Regions from separate parts of the Zea mays genome. Here region 1 is linked to region 2. The links are chromatin contacts, called in public Hi-C maps. All regions are on one chromosome and are shown on one strand. The core of a region is the stretch at or near the end of the contact, and the rest is flanking DNA. Distances in the headings are between cores, read along the strand shown. Region 1 has its middle 29 kb from the start of LOC103653100. Region 2 has its middle 8.5 kb from the start of LOC109945496.

Evidence for each region. A called contact is a pair of places that touch in the nucleus more often than the background predicts.
Region 1: a contact with region 2 is called in a Hi-C map of ear, with 2.4 times the contacts expected there. The contact joins two enhancer-like sites. A contact is called at or near these places in 3 of 25 Hi-C or Micro-C datasets (bundle sheath, ear and tassel).

Annotation. Positions count from the first base shown.
Region 1 is chr4:37,090,471-37,095,264 of Zm-B73-REFERENCE-NAM-5.0, reverse strand. No RefSeq gene overlaps it. Among protein-coding and RNA genes, the nearest start is that of LOC103653100, 29 kb to the left of the region's middle. Within about 2 kb of position 3,459, at least 17 of the 20 cell types and tissues checked have an H3K27ac peak or open chromatin away from gene starts, as enhancers often do. A contact at or near this core is called in ear and tassel, where this site is marked.
Region 2 is chr4:36,851,968-36,857,337 of Zm-B73-REFERENCE-NAM-5.0, reverse strand. No RefSeq gene overlaps it. Among protein-coding and RNA genes, the nearest start is that of LOC109945496, 8.5 kb to the right of the region's middle. Within about 2 kb of position 2,792, at least 9 of the 20 cell types and tissues checked have an H3K27ac peak or open chromatin away from gene starts, as enhancers often do. A contact at or near this core is called in ear and tassel, where this site is marked.

The sequences.
Region 1 (4,794 bases), core at 2,210-4,709, 240 kb before region 2:
TAGAGCAAACTAGTTAGTCCAATTATTTGTGTTGGGCAATTCAACCACCAAAATCATCTAGGAAAAGGTGTAAGCCTATTTCCCTTTCAGAAACAGATTTTTTTGGCTTTCACTTTCTAGTACAAAATAGAGACTGATTCACTCCGGTCCCACCATAGAGCAGTTCAAATTTTTATCGTTTAGCTTTGCGAAAGTGATTTTCGATGGGAGCCAAGTTGTGGAAGCACTGCCAAACGCCCCACCACACTCCTAACCTGATTTTATCATCTTCGATTGACTTCTGTAGCCGATCTGCCTGCTCTTGAGACAATGGCGTACAAATGGATAGCCACGCATGAAGGGATGTAATCATCCTTTTCATCACCCTAAAGCTCCGGATTCTTAGGCCACAGAAGCAAACACTTATCGAGTGAAAATCCGAAGTGTACAAAAGTGGATTCTGTAATGATATTATCATATTACCGTACTAAGGCCCTGTTTGGTTCCCTTAGTCACTGTACTAAATTTTATTGACTAAAGCTTAGTTACTAAAGTATCCCGTTTGGTTCCAGTGACTAAACCGGACTAAAGAGTATTAATTGCTGTGAATAATGACTATTTTACCCCTATTAATTAATGGATGTTTGCTATAAGAAGAAAGTGGAGAGGACAAATAAAGTAAAAATACTACTTTAGTCCCTTTTAGTCACCCGCTTAGTGACTAAAGAACTAAAGTTTAGTCACCCACTTTAGTCACCATGTTTGCTTCTTTAGAGACTGAAAGTTGCCTAGAGGGGGGTGAATAGGCAAGTTAAAACTTTTTCAACAAAAACTAGAATCAAACTGGGTAAAACTAAATTGATCTCAAGATTCACCCAGTTAACTTTGGAAATGAGATGTTCTAAATGATCCGCATGGTTAAAAGTAGTAGATCTGAGAAGGGCACTTCTCAAAATCCACACACCAAAAAGATATAAACAAATCTTTCACGGAATGGTGATATACGAAGAACACAAACAAACACAATGAGCAAGAACACAAGAGACACAAGATTTATCCCGAGGTTCGGTCACACCACAAAAGGTGCCTTACTTCCTCGTTGAGGCGCCCACAAAGAGCCGGGTCTCTTTCAACCCTAATCCTCCCTTCGCCGACCACAAAGGTCAAGCCCACACAATAATCTTTGCTCAAACGAGCGGGTAATACAAACTTTCTTATGGTCTTCCACAAGATTTGGAGACTCACAAGAGACACCTAGTCGTCTAGGAGCTAGAAGCTCCAAGAGTAATGAATCCACAAAGAACTCGATGTAGTACCAAAGCTCTAATGAAGAAGAGTAAGAGGGATTTAGAGATGAAGCACAAAAACCGCAGCTCTCAAACTCACTCAAAGATTTCTCTCCAAAGATTTGAAATGGGAGAGGCAAGAGATGTGTGAGAGAGAGTGGGAGGTGTTTCTCAAGTTAGAAATGGAGTTTGGGTCGTGCTCTTCACTGTGGGGTGAGAGGTAGGAGTGAGTATATATAGGTGGAGCTCAAAACTAGCCGTTGGGCAGATTTTTCTGCCTCAGACCGGTTGAACCGCCCCTAGGGCGATTGAACCGCCCCTGGCAGGCCTGGCAGTCTGTCTGCCAGTCTGACTGACAGACTGACGCGCAGACTGACCTGCAGACTGGTCAAGTTGACCAAGACCGGTGAACCGCCCCTAAGACCGGTTCAACTGCCTGGGGCAGGCTGACAGACAGTCTGCCAGTCAGACTGGCAGACTGCAAGTCAGACTGCAAAAACAGGTCCTGACACCGGTTGAACCGCCCCTAGGGCCGGTTCAACTGCCTGGGGTCAGACTAGCAGTCAGTCTACCAGTCAGGAGGTCAGACCGGTCAGGTGACCCTGACACCGGTTGAACCTCCCCTAGGACCGGTTCAACCGGTTTTGACCAGTGAGGTCCGGGGAAAATACCCCGGCTGAACTTTCCCTGGACACCAGCTCAGCTGAAAAGCTCCGCTGCAGTTGAAGAAGTTCAGCTGCTTTTCAACAAGAACACTCTAGGTTTCTCAAACCTAACCATGGTCTACCATAGAATGTTAAAGAGATTTTTGTTTTTCAAAAATAGCTTTTGAATATAGAGGTTTGAGCTTTGGCAAACACCAACCTTCTTTTTGGATCCCCCTTTATAGTACGACGATTCCTATACTCAAATTAAATAAAATTAATTAAGTAAACTCCTTGAGTCATTGGTGTCTCATGTGTGATTTCTCCATGGCGTTGCTTCATAAGGATCACAAACATCTTTGTCTCACCTTTTGAAGCAAACACAAATCAAACCCTGTGACTTGTACCATATCACCATATATGAGTTCAAATCATGGCTTCAAGTCACCGTACTGATGCATCAACATGTTATAACTCTTCATAGCTGATTGGTTCATCGACTTAGTGCAAGTACTCTCTTCTTCACCTTAGCCATGGTACCTCGGTCCACAAGCCGTCGCTTGGCCTTCACCTTCGCTTAGTTCCCCGAAGCCCTTTCCTTGCTATCTTCACCCTATCAAGCCATTCTTGAGTCACATCATATTGAGCATCCATTGAGAGAATCATTTCTTCAATATTGTGAACCTTGCTTGAATGTCTTTTAGATATAATTGTTAAGACCAATCAAGCTCTAGTTTGATTCTCATAGAAGCATATATGGACTGATAGTAATATGGTCAAGCCAATTCACGATTCCTCATATCTTATTCACTTTGGTTTGACCAATCCTCTTAATCACTTCATCCTCTATTCTAATCATATGTATGTAGTGATTTCTTAGGTCTTGTCCATATATTCAAACCAATATAGAGATCATATTGTATCCATTTGCATTGTCTTACTGGTTATTTAACCTTGTGTTGAACCTTTGTTCACTGTCATTATACACTATTCAAGTATGTTCATCATACTGAATTTCCTGTTCAATACTTAGCAAACTTGTTAGTCTTTTAAATGTGTTGTTATCCAAATCACCAAAACTCACAAAAAGGATGAATGCACTTTCAGAGACTAAAAGTGACTAGACTTTAGTCACCCCAAACCTCCAACCAAACGGGGCCTAATATTGTATAATCAATTTTTTAAATATAAAAAATAATGTATAAAAAGTGATACTCAAAGGCTTTAGAGTGTTCTCACTTGATCTGTCTAAAAAACCCTAGATTAATCTATTAATTAATAGATCTAATCTATTGGTTATCTCTATCTGTTTCAACGTCTAGAAGAAATAAAAACAGTTACTTATTTAATATTTTTCGCCCGCTAATTCCTTTTTAAATTAAAATATGACAAATAAAAAAGAACTAAGATATTATTATTGCTCCAATCCAGCCCGAAACGGACTCTCCCTCTGCCGCACGGTCCTTCTCCATCCACGCTGGGCCTGCACAATACTGGGCTACCTGGTGCTGCAGTGCACCACTCTGACGCGGGCCAAGTCGGCTGGGCCTCCTGCCCAGACCGCACCTCTTCACAGATCGCGTGCAAACAAGCAGCGAGCGCTATTCCAGCCCACGTCAACAGGCCACCGTGACCGGCGCACGTCGTCAGTACGCAAGAGGAGCAGCAGGCATTCAACTCACGCACATTCCTACTTGTGCATGCATGCAACATGCAATGGCTGCACGTCCATGCAAGAGCTTTTTCCATTTTCCTTTTTTTTTGTGACGGGAGTGGTGAAGCAGGGGACGGTAACCAGTCGAGTAGTATCATTATATATCCGTACCCATAAAAAATCTTACTTATCGGGTTATTCATATACTCTCGCGGATATAATATCTTACCTATACCTATATCCGCGCTGTTAATTTTACACATCACGGGTATAAGTATTAATTTCTTAATATACCAATCACCAGTGGTGGATCTAGGAATTAAAGACAACCTAGACGAGATTATCAACTGCTAATAAAGATTACTCTCGCGGATATAATATCTTACCTATACCTATATCCGCGCTGTTAATTTTACACATCGCGGGTATAAGTATTAATTTCTAATATACCAATCACCAGTGGTGGATCTAGGAATTAAAGACAACCTAGACGAGATTATCAACTGCTAATAAAGATTACTCTCGCGGATATAATATCTTACCTATACCTATATCCGCGCTGTTAATTTTACACATCGCGGGTATAAGTATTAATTTCTATTATACCAATCACCAGTGGTGGATCTAGGAATTAAAGACAACCTAGACGAGATTATCAACTGCTAATAAAGATTATCAGCTGGGCTTAAATATTTAGACTTGTGTGCACCTTTTAGGCGGCAAGGCAGACCAGGCCACAGCCTGTGCTACCTGGGTGGTGAGTCCACCTCTTCCAATCACTCAAAATATCAAATAAATACACAAATATAAGTTTAAATTAAAATATAACAAACCATATGACTACATAAATTGATAGTTAAACAAATGATAATTAGAGAAGGATTTTATTTTGACTAAGATGAATTTTATTAGATGCATGGTTATAGTGGTATGATGCAGGTATATTTTACCTATGTGTATACGGGTATATGTAGTACCAATCCGTATCGGTAGCCATCTACCTAATGGGTAAAAATTCTTACCTATTTTTACTCAGAAAGTGAAGAAATCATCTATAACCATCTTTATATCGAGTAAAATTAAACATGTCGGGTATTCGGGTTTCTTGCCATCTCTAGACTGATGATCCATGTCTGTCTAGCGGTGAAGACACTGTTTTCACCCCACATGCTTTCTCGTAAAAATGCAGCTCTTGAGTCTAGCTTGACCCCTTCCGTTGAAACGAACAACA
Region 2 (5,370 bases), core at 1,543-4,042:
GCGAATATAGCATCTCATGCATCGCATCATCGCCAACCCAATCATTGTTCTCCTCCTCTTTCTACATTCCGGTTGGGTACTACCTCACCATGATGTTCCCACATCTCATATCCGGACATAAATCCAAAATGACAAAGATCTAGACTAACTCTTTCCTTATTAAGAAATATACTGTTTTCGTGCCGCCTACAAGGGCATCTGACAGTGCGGGTTAATGACAAGGAGAATACGTGGTCCACAAAATCTTTGGTCTTGGCTACCCAATCATCAGAATGACGTCCATTCCTACTCCAACCATTGTACATCCATGCACGATCGTCAGTCATTCCTGAGACTGTTAAACGGAACCATATCATAAAAAAATTATTCAACTTCGTCAAGGGTATCAGTCCTACATGTATAGGCAAGGATAGGTTCTAAACCCACATGAACTTAGCAGGACCCAAAAAAATTCGGCAGCATAACTTTGCTGCCACTAAATAATATTACTTATATACAAAACAAACAATGATATAATACTAATCAAATCAAACTAAGTACCACATACACTAATTATGCAACTATTATACGTACCAATATAATATATTATTAAAGCTAATAATATAATAGTACAACATATTAATATGAAATTAATGCCTAAATACAATATGCCCCTAATCTCTAAATCACATATTCACTAATACATTAATTAAATCAAATTAAACAATAATACGAATCGCAAACAGTAATCAAACAAACACAATTACAAATATATAATAATTTTGGCGGCACCTAAATAACAACCGTCGAAAATAAGAAATAAAATACTTAAAAAATTACCTTCTCTCGATGCGGCGGCTCGACGACGACGGTGGAGTGGCGGGCAGGCCGGCGGGCGAGCAGCGCGTGGACGGAGGGCGGCGGACGGCGCGCGCAGGGTTAGGGCGCGGGCGGCGGCGCAGGGGTAGGGCGCGGCGGCTGCGTGGGCGGCGGCGCGGTGGCCAGAGGAGCGCGCGGCGGCGTCTGGTGAGAGATAGAGGAGAGAAACAAGGGAGAAGAAGGGGCCCGACCGTTTTAAAAAGGCTATTTTCGGCGGCTAGGGATGGCCGTCGAAAATAGCATACTATTTTCGGCGGCGCTCCCCTAGCCGCCGAAAATAGTGGGGGCCGCCGAAAATGTTTGTAGCTCTTGTTGTGTTCCTTGCAAACATGCCATTGTATTCATCACATCTCTTAGGGAACCATTGGAGAAATATGTTGACATGTATTACTCGGTTGGGAAATTTAGAGCAGCATATCAGATTTTAATCTATGCCATGCCTGACAAGGACCAGTGGCCAGAATCTAATCATGGTTTCTTCATGCACCCACCACTTCTAAAATCTACAGCTAGAAGAAGACATACTCAGTGGTTCAAGAGTTGTACAGAGGCTGGTAGCAGCACTACAAGAAAGAAGGGGTCACACCAGTGCCCTATTTGCAAGGGATATGGCCATAGGTGGTATAACTGTAAGAATGGTGACCCAGATGACATAGCAGCTATGCTAGCTGAGAAGTAAGCCCATGTTTTGTATGCATTTGTTACTATTTGATTTTGTTAATGTCTCATAGTTGTACGTTCATGCAACACAGAGGTCCACCAAAGATAAGGAAGAAAAACATTGAAGCATCACGTGAGAGCACCATTGTGCCTTTCCAATCAACACCTAGAACAATGCATTTTCCACCTAAGTATGCATGTATACTATAATTGTACATGCTTCCACTTGCATTATAAATTGTTGCTTAACTTTTTGTCACTAATTTTAATTTTTCTATTACAGCCAAGGTGCTTCAGCTAGCTTGGGCACAAACCCAGAAAGGTACATGCTCAATATTTGTTGTTCCCATATTATTTTGACCATTGCATGCTATAATTTTGCTCATGTGCACATATGTACATGGCTCAAACCCCCCAGAGGCACTTTCTATTGAGTATCCTATGTTGTCTTTGGGTACAATAACAACATCTACCAGCTCTATGCCAACAAAAGACAAGAAGAAGGCTAAAGGGAAGGCAAAGGCACAAGAGAAGACAAGGAAGAACAAAGTTTCAGTGGCACCTGATAGTACAGCAATGTCTACAAGAAGCACTCCTCAAAGGCAAAGCCCTGCTGCCCACACAAGGAGCAAGAGAAAGCTTCCAGACTTGAATCTGTAGTTGGTCCATATCACTTTGAGATCCCTATCACTTTTGTGTGGCGTGCATTGTGCATGCGTTATTTCGCTTGATAATGTATCTAGTATGTTCTGGAGATCTCTAGGTTCTGTGAGGGCACTTGTAGCTTGGGTGCACCAGTATGACCTATATGGTCTGTGAACAAATGAGATCTATATTCTGTATGGCGTGTGGTCTGTTAACAAAGGGGTATTTTGGTATGTGGACAAATGTTTACCTGCTTATGGATGGTAATGTCATTCAAGGGATCAAAAATTAAAATTGAGGGTATCCAAAGGAACACATATTTTTTGATGGCATTAAAGGTATTGTTATAGCTTTTGATGGCATTGAAGAAATTTTCTCAAAAGAAAAACAGAGCCGAGAGCTAAGAGTATATATGAGGGGTACTGTGCAAATTTAAAAAGAAGCTTCTCTTTCGGTCGCGCTGGGCGCCTAAATTTCCGAGCAAGCAGACTAAAATAAAGCGGCGCGCGGCCGGCCGGCCGGCATCGATCGCCTGGCGACGTACGGAAAAGAGGCCAGCACGCACCACCGCTGCCGGGGCTGCCGCCGGCACACACCCACCCAATCCCGCGCGTGTCTCATGCAGCACCATCGATCGGCCGCGCGCACGCGTCCATCCTTGCATGCCTCCCTACCACCCCCTCCCCATCTCCTCGCCTGCATGCTGCTTCTCCTTTACCGCAGCATCACGCCCACGCCGGCCTCCATGCTCTCGATCGATTATTATATTTCCCACCGCGCGCGCGCGTCCAGATGCTGCCAGAATCCCATCATTCATTTCCATGCCCGGCCGGCCGGCCTGCGTGTTGAAAAGTTGCAGCTAGCACACAGTATCGCTATCATATTCAGGTTCAGCCCTGCAGTTCGTTGCAGTTAGGCTCTGAAACACATGTAGATAGTTAGATAGATGCACACACACACAAATGCATGCGAGGAGGATCATGCATGATGATGAACAGTCGTTGCGCAGTAGAGTGAGTGGAGCACACGCAATCAGACGCGCTGATAGCTCCTGTAATTGCCGCCATCAGTGACATGATGATGATGCTGGCGCGTTCATTAATTCCCTGCAGCTGGCAGATCTCCGATCCCATCCGTCGTCGCTTGCAGTGGCTCAGCGAGAGCCTCTGATGAGCTTAAGCTCTTGTTCAATATGCGCTCATGCATCTCACTGTATTACATCATGCTTACTCGGTGATGATGCATGACGAGACCGGGCAAAATGTTGCTCGCATCGGGAATGATGAGGAATAGTAGTGTATATAATGATGCGCATTTAGTACAGCCTTTTCGATTTGTTTAGTCTTGATGCTCACGGGATCGATGAGAAAGGCTGCAGGCCGGGTGCATCAGCTGCTAATCATCACCTTGTCTTATATTACTCCAGCGATCGATCTAATCTAATCCGATATATGTATGCGGTATGCCTAGCTTTCTAGTTAGTTATGTAAAATGCAGCTAGCAAAAGACACAGGGGTATACTGATACTAGTATACAATAATAATGCCCTAAATAATGCAGAGCACATGTATCTAATGCAGCAGAAAGGCAAAAGAAAGGGTAAAGAGGTATAAGTAGTGTAGTGGGTGTGCATGGGGGCCAACCACAACAGTCTGAACAAACCTCTTGCATTCTGCACCATCCATATGCATATGTGCTTGCTTTCGAGCTCTTTTGGAACAATAATCTGCAGTGGCCCGCCTACACAGTCACTGGACCACCACAGTGAGAACAAGAGAGAGAGAGAGAGCTTTGGTGGTCTGGTCTCTGAAACCCATGTGATCATCATATCCCTGCCCTGGCCACTAAATAATATAATTTCTTGTTTTCCATGAAGGATCTGTTCACGCGATGTAGATCAAGCTTACGAGCATGAAAAGTGGTCAGAACTCCTACTTAATAAGGAGTTCTTGGGATATATATTTGACCCTACTTCTAGTATAGTAACTACATATAATAAACAACTCAGTTGAAAAAGTGGTCAGGTCAACTCTGCTGGCTGGCTGTTGAGGTTTCAGGGTCATACAAACAAGACTGGTGAAAGCTATCTGCTTTACTTGTCATGGCGCCATATCCCCACGATCGAGGACTTTCTTTTCTTGCTTCTTCCTCTTCCTTCAGTGCTAGCTAGTTCTGTACGTCTCTCTGCCCCCTGGGCCTGCGCATCCTCCATTTTGCCGCGAACCATATGCAGACAACGCGCGTCAAAATAACCCTAGTCGTTTACTGCTCTTGTTGGTTTCCTTGGATTCAGCTAGCTGTGCGTGTGCCCCGGCCCCCAAATAAGGTGAGATCTGTCGTCTGAAGGCAGGCATATGATTTGCCTTGATTTCTACACCCAGCAGGCCGGGGGCCGGCTCCATCGAGAGCTCAGGGACACAGAGTTGACATCAGTGTGTATACTTTTTGTACGTTACACTTGAGTGCTTCATCAGCTAGCTGCTAGCTACTCCACTCCTAGTCTCCTACTACTATATATTGCGGTACATGACCATTTGCCAGCTGCTGTAATGACACAGGTGCTATATATATTTCTACAAACCAAAATCAAAGGAAGAAGAAAAAAACCAGCTTGATTATCATATGCTGGATTAAATTATCCAATCATCCCACAATCATGAAATAGTTAACTAGAGTAACGTACGGTAAATGCTTATTATTAATTTTGGATCATGAGTAATTAAACTTTTTTCTACTGTTTGTACGTACTTTAACGTAGCTGGCAGCTAAATCGGGTTTAAAAGCGGTATCTTGGTCTAGCTCAAAAGGGTCACCTAGCTAGCTTTATTTTCCATGCATGAAAAATATGAAAGCTTTGCTCGATCTTTTATAATTTAGAAAGTTCCGCGCGCTGACTTGTTTGCATGGTGTGTGTCTTTGCATAGCTCTGCTGCCGCATTAATTTTGCCGCGCACCACGCAGAGACAGTGCGCATCAAAATGCAAGTTCTGGTGGCAATGCTTTTGTTATTTACTTTGTTCAAACAAAAGAAGGTAAAAATGAGTCGACGAAATGGTACGTAATAAATATCTGCTCAGTTGCAAGGCATGATTTGCCTTATTGGTTGCTTTGCTTCCACCCAGCTAGCGCTGAACGCTTCGAGAGGCAGGGACACATGACAGGTTTGGTACACGTACTCGAGTGCTTCATCTGGCTAGCACCGCTGGT